Linked DNA regions of Mus musculus: regions 1 and 2 are each linked to region 3. A link is a contact called in public HiCAR-type and promoter capture Hi-C data. All regions are on one chromosome and are shown on one strand. Each heading gives the region's core, a stretch centred on a gene start, on an enhancer-like site or on the middle of the called end of the contact. The rest is flanking DNA. Distances are from core to core; before and after follow the strand shown.

Region 1 (2,812 bases), core at 306-2,805, 2.4 Mb after region 3:
TACTGTGAGAGTGATTAATACATTTGTGTCTCAGCATACCTAGATATATGGTGAAAAGAATAAAAGAAAAAAAAAGCTGAGAAATCCTACAAACCAAGATATTAAATGAAACTAAAGAGTTAAGCTTGATGCCAGACTGTGGCATCAAATTGTGAGTTCAAGGCCAGCATGGATAACAGAGTGAGTTTGATGCAAGCCTCAAAAAATTATGGAGACTCTTAACAGGCTGAGGCTATAGCTCAATAAGTTATACAGTTTTCTGGCTAAATCCCCAAGCCAGGAAAAGAAAAATCAAACAAGACAAACTAAAGGGAAATGCAGTGAATAAGGAAAGAATAAATGAACATGAAATGGAATTAATATGCTCCTATGTAAACTTTTTCCCCTTTGGTCAGTCTTGGTAGATAGTCCAAGGTGAGTTTAAATCTAGGCCCTCCGACCTCAGCCTTCCCATGTGCTGGAATTATAATCACTAATCACTCTCACCAGCTAAAACGGTCCTTTTAACTTTCTGAAATTGTATATACCTTATTAGTGAAAAGCAAACAAACAAAAAACCCTTACACACATAAATAAAACATCACACACCAAAAGCTTTCTTCACAACTCAACCAACTTCTATACAGTTAGAAGAGGCATTCCAAATGGAAACTATCAAGTTTCACATTAAAGTATTACACTTTCATTATCAAATATATTTTACCTACCACCAAAACCAAAAGAAAAAAACATGAGAAATTGAAAAACTCTATATCCTTTTGTAAATGATGTTAATCTACCTGCAGTCAGTTCTTCCCCATCCTCATAATCAATAGGAAAAACAAAAAAACAAAAAAACTTTAGTAGAACAAAATGCTGCAGCCCAGGGACATATGAAAGACGCTCCACCTGCAACAGCTAACATTTTCAGGATGGGGCTCAGGCTCGGGTTCATCTTCAGCCTAAAATTAAGATGAAAATACTAGTAATATCTACCTTTAGAAAAATGTAGAGAACCAGACATAAAAGGAAAATAATTACGTGATACATATGGACTTGGTATCTTCTTTGGAGAAGCGTTCACGTTAAGAGGTATTTTTTTAGTCTTTAGAGAGAAAAGTTCAGAGCGACGCACACAGAAAAGTGATATGAAATGGGGGGGGGGGTAGGGGTGTTAAAATATGGTGGCCTCTTTATTACTCGATATTTTGCAGCGTATTTCTTACGTTAGGGAAAACGCTCCGTAGTGTTTAAAATACTCTCCAGCTTCAAGGCAGGCCGCCGCGCACAGCTCGATTTGCCTGTGACTTCCACTTCCGTGGCGCGGAAACTTCCTAAGGATGGAAACTGCAGCCTAAACTCCCACAAACTTGGGCGGTGACGACAGCCTACGCGAACCCCGTGATGCCCCTCGCCTCCCAGGCTCCTACCCCGCAGCCCCGCCTTTGCATACGCGGTGGGGCGGGCCTTGCTCAAACCACGGGTACGATTGGTCCTTGAGGAGAGGTGGGTGGATCAGCGCTGTGGCGTCATGACCTCGCGCAGGGAAAAGGCGCGCGCCTAGGAAGCCGCGGCATTAGACGGTTGCGGGCGCAGAGGGTTGGTAGTTGTCGCTGTAGGCCTTCGCTGCCGCTTCTGCATCGTGAATCGGGGGACCTTGGCAGCCAGACCTCGTTCCTCTTAGAGTAGCTCTCATCTAGTCGCCACAACTCCGCCACCATGTTTGAGGCACGCCTGATCCAGGGCTCCATCCTGAAGAAGGTGCTGGAGGCTCTCAAAGACCTCATCAATGAGGCCTGCTGGGACGTCAGCTCGGGCGGCGTGAACCTGCAGAGCATGGACTCGTCTCACGTCTCCTTGGTACAGCTTACTCTGCGCTCCGAAGGCTTCGACACATACCGCTGCGACCGCAACCTAGCCATGGGCGTGAACCTCACCAGGTGAGCGGGTGGCGGGAGCGGGGCCCCACTCTTCCCGCTTCCGCTCTTGGCGGGGCTGTGACTCTGCACGCTCATTGGCTGGCTTGGCCATCCGCGCTTTCTGATTGGTCTATGGTGTCGGGGGCAGCCCTCACCAAAGCGCGCGGTTCCGAAAAGCCCGCGCTGGCAGTGGCGCCCACTCTGTTTCCGCGCCAAAGCCACAAAGCGGGAGTCCGCGGGAAAATGAGTGCTCCGGAGCTGTGCTCATTAAATGCCTGCAGCTTTGAGTGGCTGGTCTTAGCGCCTAATAAACGAGTCTTAGTGCAAATGTAATGTCGACTTAGAGTGACAATAGACCTTTTCTTGACTTCCAGAGTCTCACTGCGCATCATGGATTTGAGGGGAAATCTGTCAGTTTTAGCTTTTAACTTTGCTACAGCTACCTAGGTTAGTGCCTCCTGTATACGTGTTCAAGGACAGTGTGTGACTTATTTTAGTACAGATACATGGATTAGTGCCACTTGTATACATTTTGAAAGATTTACGAAAAGGCCAGACGTGATGGGGCACATTCTCCAGTACACTAGAAACCAAGGACACCCCGCTCAAAAAGATGCTTTCTCGAATGTTGGCTTTTAGTGCATTTTACTAAGTCGGTTTTAAGAATCACATATACCCGGTAATTTGCTTCACCCCTGAGAGAGTTTGGGGTACCCTTAGCCCCTTTAACAGTTCTCCAACCGTGAGTGTGAAATGGTACAACTTGTAATTGCTTTTTAAAATATAGATGTGGATTACATGTTGATAAAGCCTGTCTTTTTTTTTTTCCCCCCTAGCATGTCCAAAATTCTAAAATGTGCTGGTAATGAAGACATCATTACATTAAGGGCTGAAGATAATGCAGACACCTTAGC
Region 2 (2,700 bases), core at 174-2,673, 2.5 Mb before region 3:
CCTTTACCCATCATGCCCTGATGTCTAGAAGGGTTGAGGCGCTAAAGCAATCTCGGAAAAATCAGAGCTTTTCTTCAGGACAGGCTCAACGCAAGTTAAGAAACCCTTTTCGTCCTTTAATGGAAATCTGTTTTCCTAAAGAGCTCCGTTTAAACCCGCCTGGAGTGGAGCTGGCAGAGACTTCAGCCAGCCTTTGGGTTCCCTTTGACCTTGATTATGACCAGGAGTGTCGCTGCTAATTGCGAGGCCTGCCTCAAGGTGGAAAATGGCATCGGTTTCCACCACCACCCAGGAGAAGCCAAGTTCTGTGGACCACGACAGCGGTTAGGTTCTTTTCAGGCCGCGTCTCGCCACCCAGAGAGCAGCGCGGAGGCCGCCTACAGGTGCAGTCCCGCCACTGCGCCCGGGCTGGAGGCTGGCGGAGCCCTCGGCGTCTCAGAAAGCCCTTCCCGAAGTCCGGGCTGAGCCCCCGGGTGCCCGCCGGCCACTCCCCCTGCTTCCCCCACGCCTCTGCCCCGGCGCGGTCTGGAAAGGACGCTGGGAGCCCCTCCGAGGCTCCACGGACATGGATTTGGGAAGGGATGGCGCGCGGCCGAGGCTTTCCCTCGAGTTTGCGGCAAGTCTGACTCCGGGAAAGTTTTTCAAAGTTCCCAGCAGAGTCTGCCCAGGTCGCCTCTGCGGGGCGAGGAGACGGCGGCGAGCGCGCCAGTCTCGCCGCCGCCAGCACAGGGCTCTGGGCTCGCTTGCTGGGAGCGGCCCGGGTTCCCGGCGGGCAGGCCCTCCTCCCCGGGGCAAAAGCCGCAGCTGACGCAGGCGGCTCCGAAGGCGGAAGCCGCCCGCCCCAACTGCTCCGGCCGTACCGCGGCGCCTACACCTGGGGCTTGCAAGGGAGCCCAGGCCGTGCACCGAGGGGGCGGTCCAGCGGAGGCGCTCTGGGCTTCTCAGAGCCATGGGCTCCTCCACGGTCCTTCCAGGTTCCTTTCTCCTGGCCCGGGCTCCCCGGGACACTGATCTGCGTGTGGGGGCCCCTCGGGCGGCCATGCCACCCGGTCCGTCCCGCAACTTCCAACCCCTTCTCAATTTCTCCCCTCCCCAACAACCCGGAGGAAAGGGGCGTGCCCAATAGATGGCACGCCCCTTATGAATATTAACAATCGCGCATGCGCCTTGTTCCGCGTGTTGAGAAGAGGTGGCCAGCCGGAGTCCCGGCTCCCAGACCGGCGCTCCGGGTCCCTTCGAGAGCCAGGCGGGCACGCGTCATTGTGTTACCTGCAGCCGGCCGGCGAGCTAGGCTCAGGTTTTTTTTTTTTTTTTCCTCCCCTCCCTCCCCGCGTTTCATGCAGCTGATCTGAAAGGGAATAAAAGGCTGCGCATAATCATAATAATAAAAGAAGGGGAGCGCGAGAGAAGGAAAGAAAGCCGAGAGGTGGAAGAGGGGGGAGCGCCTCAAAGAAGCGATCAGAATAATAAAAGGAGGCCGGGCTCTTTGCCTTCTGGAACGCGCGGCTCTTGAAAGGGCTTTTGAAAAGTAGTGTTGTTTTCCAGTCGTGCATGCTCCAATCCACGGAGTATATTAGAGCCGGGACGCGGCGGCCGCGGGGGCAGCGACGACGGCAGCCTCGGCGGGAGCACCAGCGCTAGCAGCGGCGGCGGCGTCCGGAGTGCCCGTGGCGCGCGGCGCAGCGATGCGGTCCCCACGGACGCGCGGCCGGCCCGGGCGCCCCCTGAGTCTTCTGCTCGCCCTGCTCTGTGCCCTGCGAGCCAAGGTAGGAGTCTCTCTCCCGCTCTTGCTCCCCGCGGTCCTCTCCCTTCCCTCGTGGCGTTCTGGACGGGAGCGGCTGTGGCTCCCAGTGCAAGTTCCGGAGCCCTTGAGTACAAGGCTCCCTGACCCTGACTTTTCACCCGAGAGGCAGCACCCGGTGAGGGAACGCTGGTTCCCCAGAGGGGAGCCCCTGGCCTCGAAAGATAAACTCCTCCAGGCTGGGCAAAATGCGATCATTACGTTCTCACGGTCCTTCGGGGCACTTGTCTTAGTTTTCCCGCACTTGTGTTTTTTATGCCCCCAAACCAGGTTGAGCCCTAAACCTAGTTTTTGCAAAATTATTTTCACTTGCCACCGAGGATCTTTGGCAGCCTGGGGTGTGTGTATTGGGGGTGGGGGGTGTCAAGGAGTCTCCACCTCCACCTTCAGAGAAAACTTTCTCATGCGTTGACCTTCCTTCCTCGCTGGCAGGTGTGCGGGGCCTCGGGTCAGTTTGAGCTGGAGATCCTGTCCATGCAGAACGTGAATGGAGAGCTACAGAATGGGAACTGTTGTGGTGGAGTCCGGAACCCTGGCGACCGCAAGTGCACCCGCGACGAGTGTGATACGTACTTCAAAGTGTGCCTCAAGGAGTATCAGTCCCGCGTCACTGCCGGGGGACCCTGCAGCTTCGGCTCAGGGTCTACGCCTGTCATCGGGGGTAACACCTTCAATCTCAAGGCCAGCCGTGGCAACGACCGTAATCGCATCGTACTGCCTTTCAGTTTCGCCTGGCCGGTGAGTGAGCGACACACCGACAGAGTCGAACGCGGGGCCGAGCCCTATATTGCCTTGAGAAGGATTTAATGCCACTTGAAACTTGGCACTAAGTTGAGAGGCTTTGGGGGTGGCAAGTTTGAGAGTCCAGACTACAGCTGGACCTGGACAAGATGAGACGG
Region 3 (2,700 bases), core at 131-2,630:
GTCTTTTTTTCCTCCTAGATCTTGTGGCTAGGAAGCACAGCGACCCAGATGCCATAGCAGGGGCAGGCAGCTATGCCCCTATCCTACTCTGTGCTTCCTAGAAGGAAAGCCCCTCCTACAATCCTTGCGTAATCCTCTGAGCATCCTCCTCTTTCATCCGAAATGCAGGAGATGGGATTGTTCTGGAAACAATCTCTGCTAGACATGAGAAATGCATTACTAATGTTTTCTTCTGTGCCTCTTGAGCTTCTTTGATTTCTCATTTCCAACTAATGTATACATGAAAAAGATGCGATTAGCTTCAACACTGACTAAACTTGCATCACTCTTGCTCTTTGTACCTTCAGCCCCACCCCCATGCTCTAAAGCCAGTTAATTCTAAGCATAAGCATTCCATTTATTCACCCCTTTCTCTGTTTCTGTCTCTGTCTCTGTGCTAAAAATGCTACAATGAAAATGATAGACTTTCTGTTTATGAATATTTTATAAGCACAGTAAAATACTTTCTACCAGCATTGTAGGCTCAATGTGCACACTATAACATTTTATCCAGACAACAAGACAACACCTCTGCATGCAAACTTGATCTTTTCTATATTACGGACTAGAGGCTGACGTTAAGTACTCTCAAGTACTCTGAATTGCATAGCTGTGTTTTATGCTAGGAACAGAAATCACATTTGTAGGTATATTAGCTGCACCACTGAATTTTACAATTTAGACACCTAAATAAGCTCATGGGCCCTCCAGTTGTGTTACACCAAGGTGTGGTAGTTCCAGGGTACAGATTCGTCTAATGTGTATCTGTAAATCCACAGAAATCATGTATGACTCTGACAAAGTTGTAGCTGGAAGAAAAATGGTGTCCATTTCACTGCAAGTAGCAATAGGAACAGATTCATTTTGTTAATACATGTGTTTTAAAAGTCTATAAAATATTTTTAAAAATTATTTTTTAAAAGGCTGCATTATCTAGATTTATAATTAATCTAGTTTTATCTGTTTGGGCAAGGCTGCTCCAGTAGTGTGTGCATGCAGAGAGCTTTTTAATTGTCCTTCCCTTCAGTCGCCATGGTCCACTCCACAATTCTTGGATATTTTTGTTAACATGAAATGGGGGATGGGTTTATTTAGCCAATGGCCACGTTTCCCTTTAGAGAAACAGCAAGCAGTCGGTAAAACAGCATTGGGTCATTTGTATATTTTCAGCCAGACAGTCAGCAGGAAGAGCAGGCCGTTGCCTTGGGAAACTGCAGACGGTTGCTTTGGCAACCGCCTTCCCACAGTGCGTTGGGGGCGTGGTCAGGGTGGCTGGGCGTGGCCTTGCCGGGCGGGCAGATAAGAGGCTGAGGGAGGCGCGGCAGGCGTGGCTCGGAGCACGGCGCAGAGGCGGGTTGGCCTCTCCTCAGACCTCTGTGAAGGCGGTTGCTTGGGGTGAGAAGCCCAGCCACTGCTCCCCGCCCTCAGAGAGCTGAGCTACCTCACAGGCGCCACCATGACAGGCGGCTTCTGCGTCCCGGTACTCCTGGCCGCCTGGCTCGCAGCGGCAGCGGCCGAGGGTCTCGAGCAGGCCGCGCTGCCGGCCGAGGAGAGCCGTGTGCAGCCCATGACCGCCTCCAACTGGACGCTGGTGATGGAGGGCGAGTGGATGCTGAAATTGTGAGTGTCCCCACCCACCCCGCACGTCGCTTCGTCCTCGCGGTGCCCGTTGTCCTAACCCGGGCTAGACCCGGGCCGCGACGTCCCTGCCTGCCAGCACCTGCGGCGGCGGGCTGCGGCCTTCGCAATGAGCATGCGCACATTGCCTGCCCTGCGCTGTCAGGCTGCGGATGAAGAAGCAAAGCCTGCATCCTTAGCCGCTTTCACCATTGCATTAGGCCAGAAGTGTTTTAGAAATGGAGGAGGCAGTTCACCAGGGGGAGGAGTCGGAAAGGGGGAAGAAAACCATAAGTCCTCAGAGGTATAGCCATATTAGAAAAGGAGCAGCTATTCAGGCATGCATACAGCTAGGTAAGGTGTGTTGAAATACACCATTGCAACAGGGAAGGAAGACCAGTTTGTGTGAAATACCACTTTTCCTTTGGAAGACCTTGAGATGTCCTTGTGGGGCAAAAGCATAAACACGGGTGGCTAAATTAAAAAAGAAATTAAATTCCGACGCCATAATTTTTAGAGGTAGGACTTTTGAGCCAGTATCATAATTGGACTGCGCCAAAGGCATAAAGGGCAATAACAAGTAGCCCCCTTTGAAGAACAGAAGTCTGTAAGTGGTGCGTAGTGCCATGCACGAAGGTTATGTGAAGCTGTCAGGACAAAGGGAAGGGATTTATGTTGATTGTAATATAAAATTAATACCAGGGAAGGGGGCAGTCATCTGAAAAGGCTCATAGACTCATGGGCATCCAGGGAAAATGAAAAAATGTCTGGGAACATAATTTATGAGACCACTTTACCATAGCTGGTGGTCTCAGGCAATACAGATTTATCACTACCATTTGGTAATTAATTTTATGTTGAGGATATAGATATTCTCAAAATTGTATTTTTTTAAAAAACTTATCCAAGGGCACATTTGGAATTCTTCAGTTCAGATTGTAAGTAGATGCCTGAAATCAGGGTAAAAAATATGTAAATTAAAGAACATAATGGGTACTTATCCCCTCAAACTAAGGCGCTATCTAGACCTCAAAATGCAGTACT

What was found. Promoter capture Hi-C pulls out the DNA fragments that hold promoters and counts their contacts. HiCAR-type assays count read pairs that join an accessible place to other places.
Region 1: a HiCAR-type map of astrocytes shows a contact between it and region 3, with 6 times the contacts expected there. The contact joins the promoter of Pcna here to the promoter of Tmx4 in region 3. A contact is called at or near these places in 2 of 39 promoter capture datasets (liver and pre-B cells) and 1 of 115 datasets of contacts at active chromatin or transcription factors (astrocytes).
Region 2: a promoter capture Hi-C map of neutrophils shows a contact between it and region 3, with 4 times the contacts expected there. The contact joins the promoter of Jag1 here to the promoter of Tmx4 in region 3. A contact is called at or near these places in 2 of 39 promoter capture datasets (liver and neutrophils), 1 of 484 Hi-C or Micro-C datasets (embryonic stem cells) and 1 of 9 other capture datasets (adipose tissue).

What each region holds. Positions count from the first base shown.
Region 1 is chr2:132,251,923-132,254,734 of GRCm38.p6, reverse strand. Pcna (proliferating cell nuclear antigen) reads left to right here and starts at 1,555. Exons shown (of 6, transcript NM_011045.2): 1 at 1,555-1,919; 2 at 2,735-2,812. The coding sequence starts at 1,699. It also overlaps a transcript of Cds2 not described here.
Region 2 is chr2:137,115,243-137,117,942 of GRCm38.p6, reverse strand. It overlaps Jag1 (jagged 1), which reads left to right and starts at 1,423. Exons shown (of 26, transcript NM_013822.5): 1 at 1,423-1,766; 2 at 2,234-2,539. The coding sequence starts at 1,686.
Region 3 is chr2:134,642,801-134,645,500 of GRCm38.p6, reverse strand. It overlaps Tmx4 (thioredoxin-related transmembrane protein 4), which reads left to right and starts at 1,380. Exons shown (of 8, transcript NM_029148.1): 1 at 1,380-1,659. The coding sequence starts at 1,496.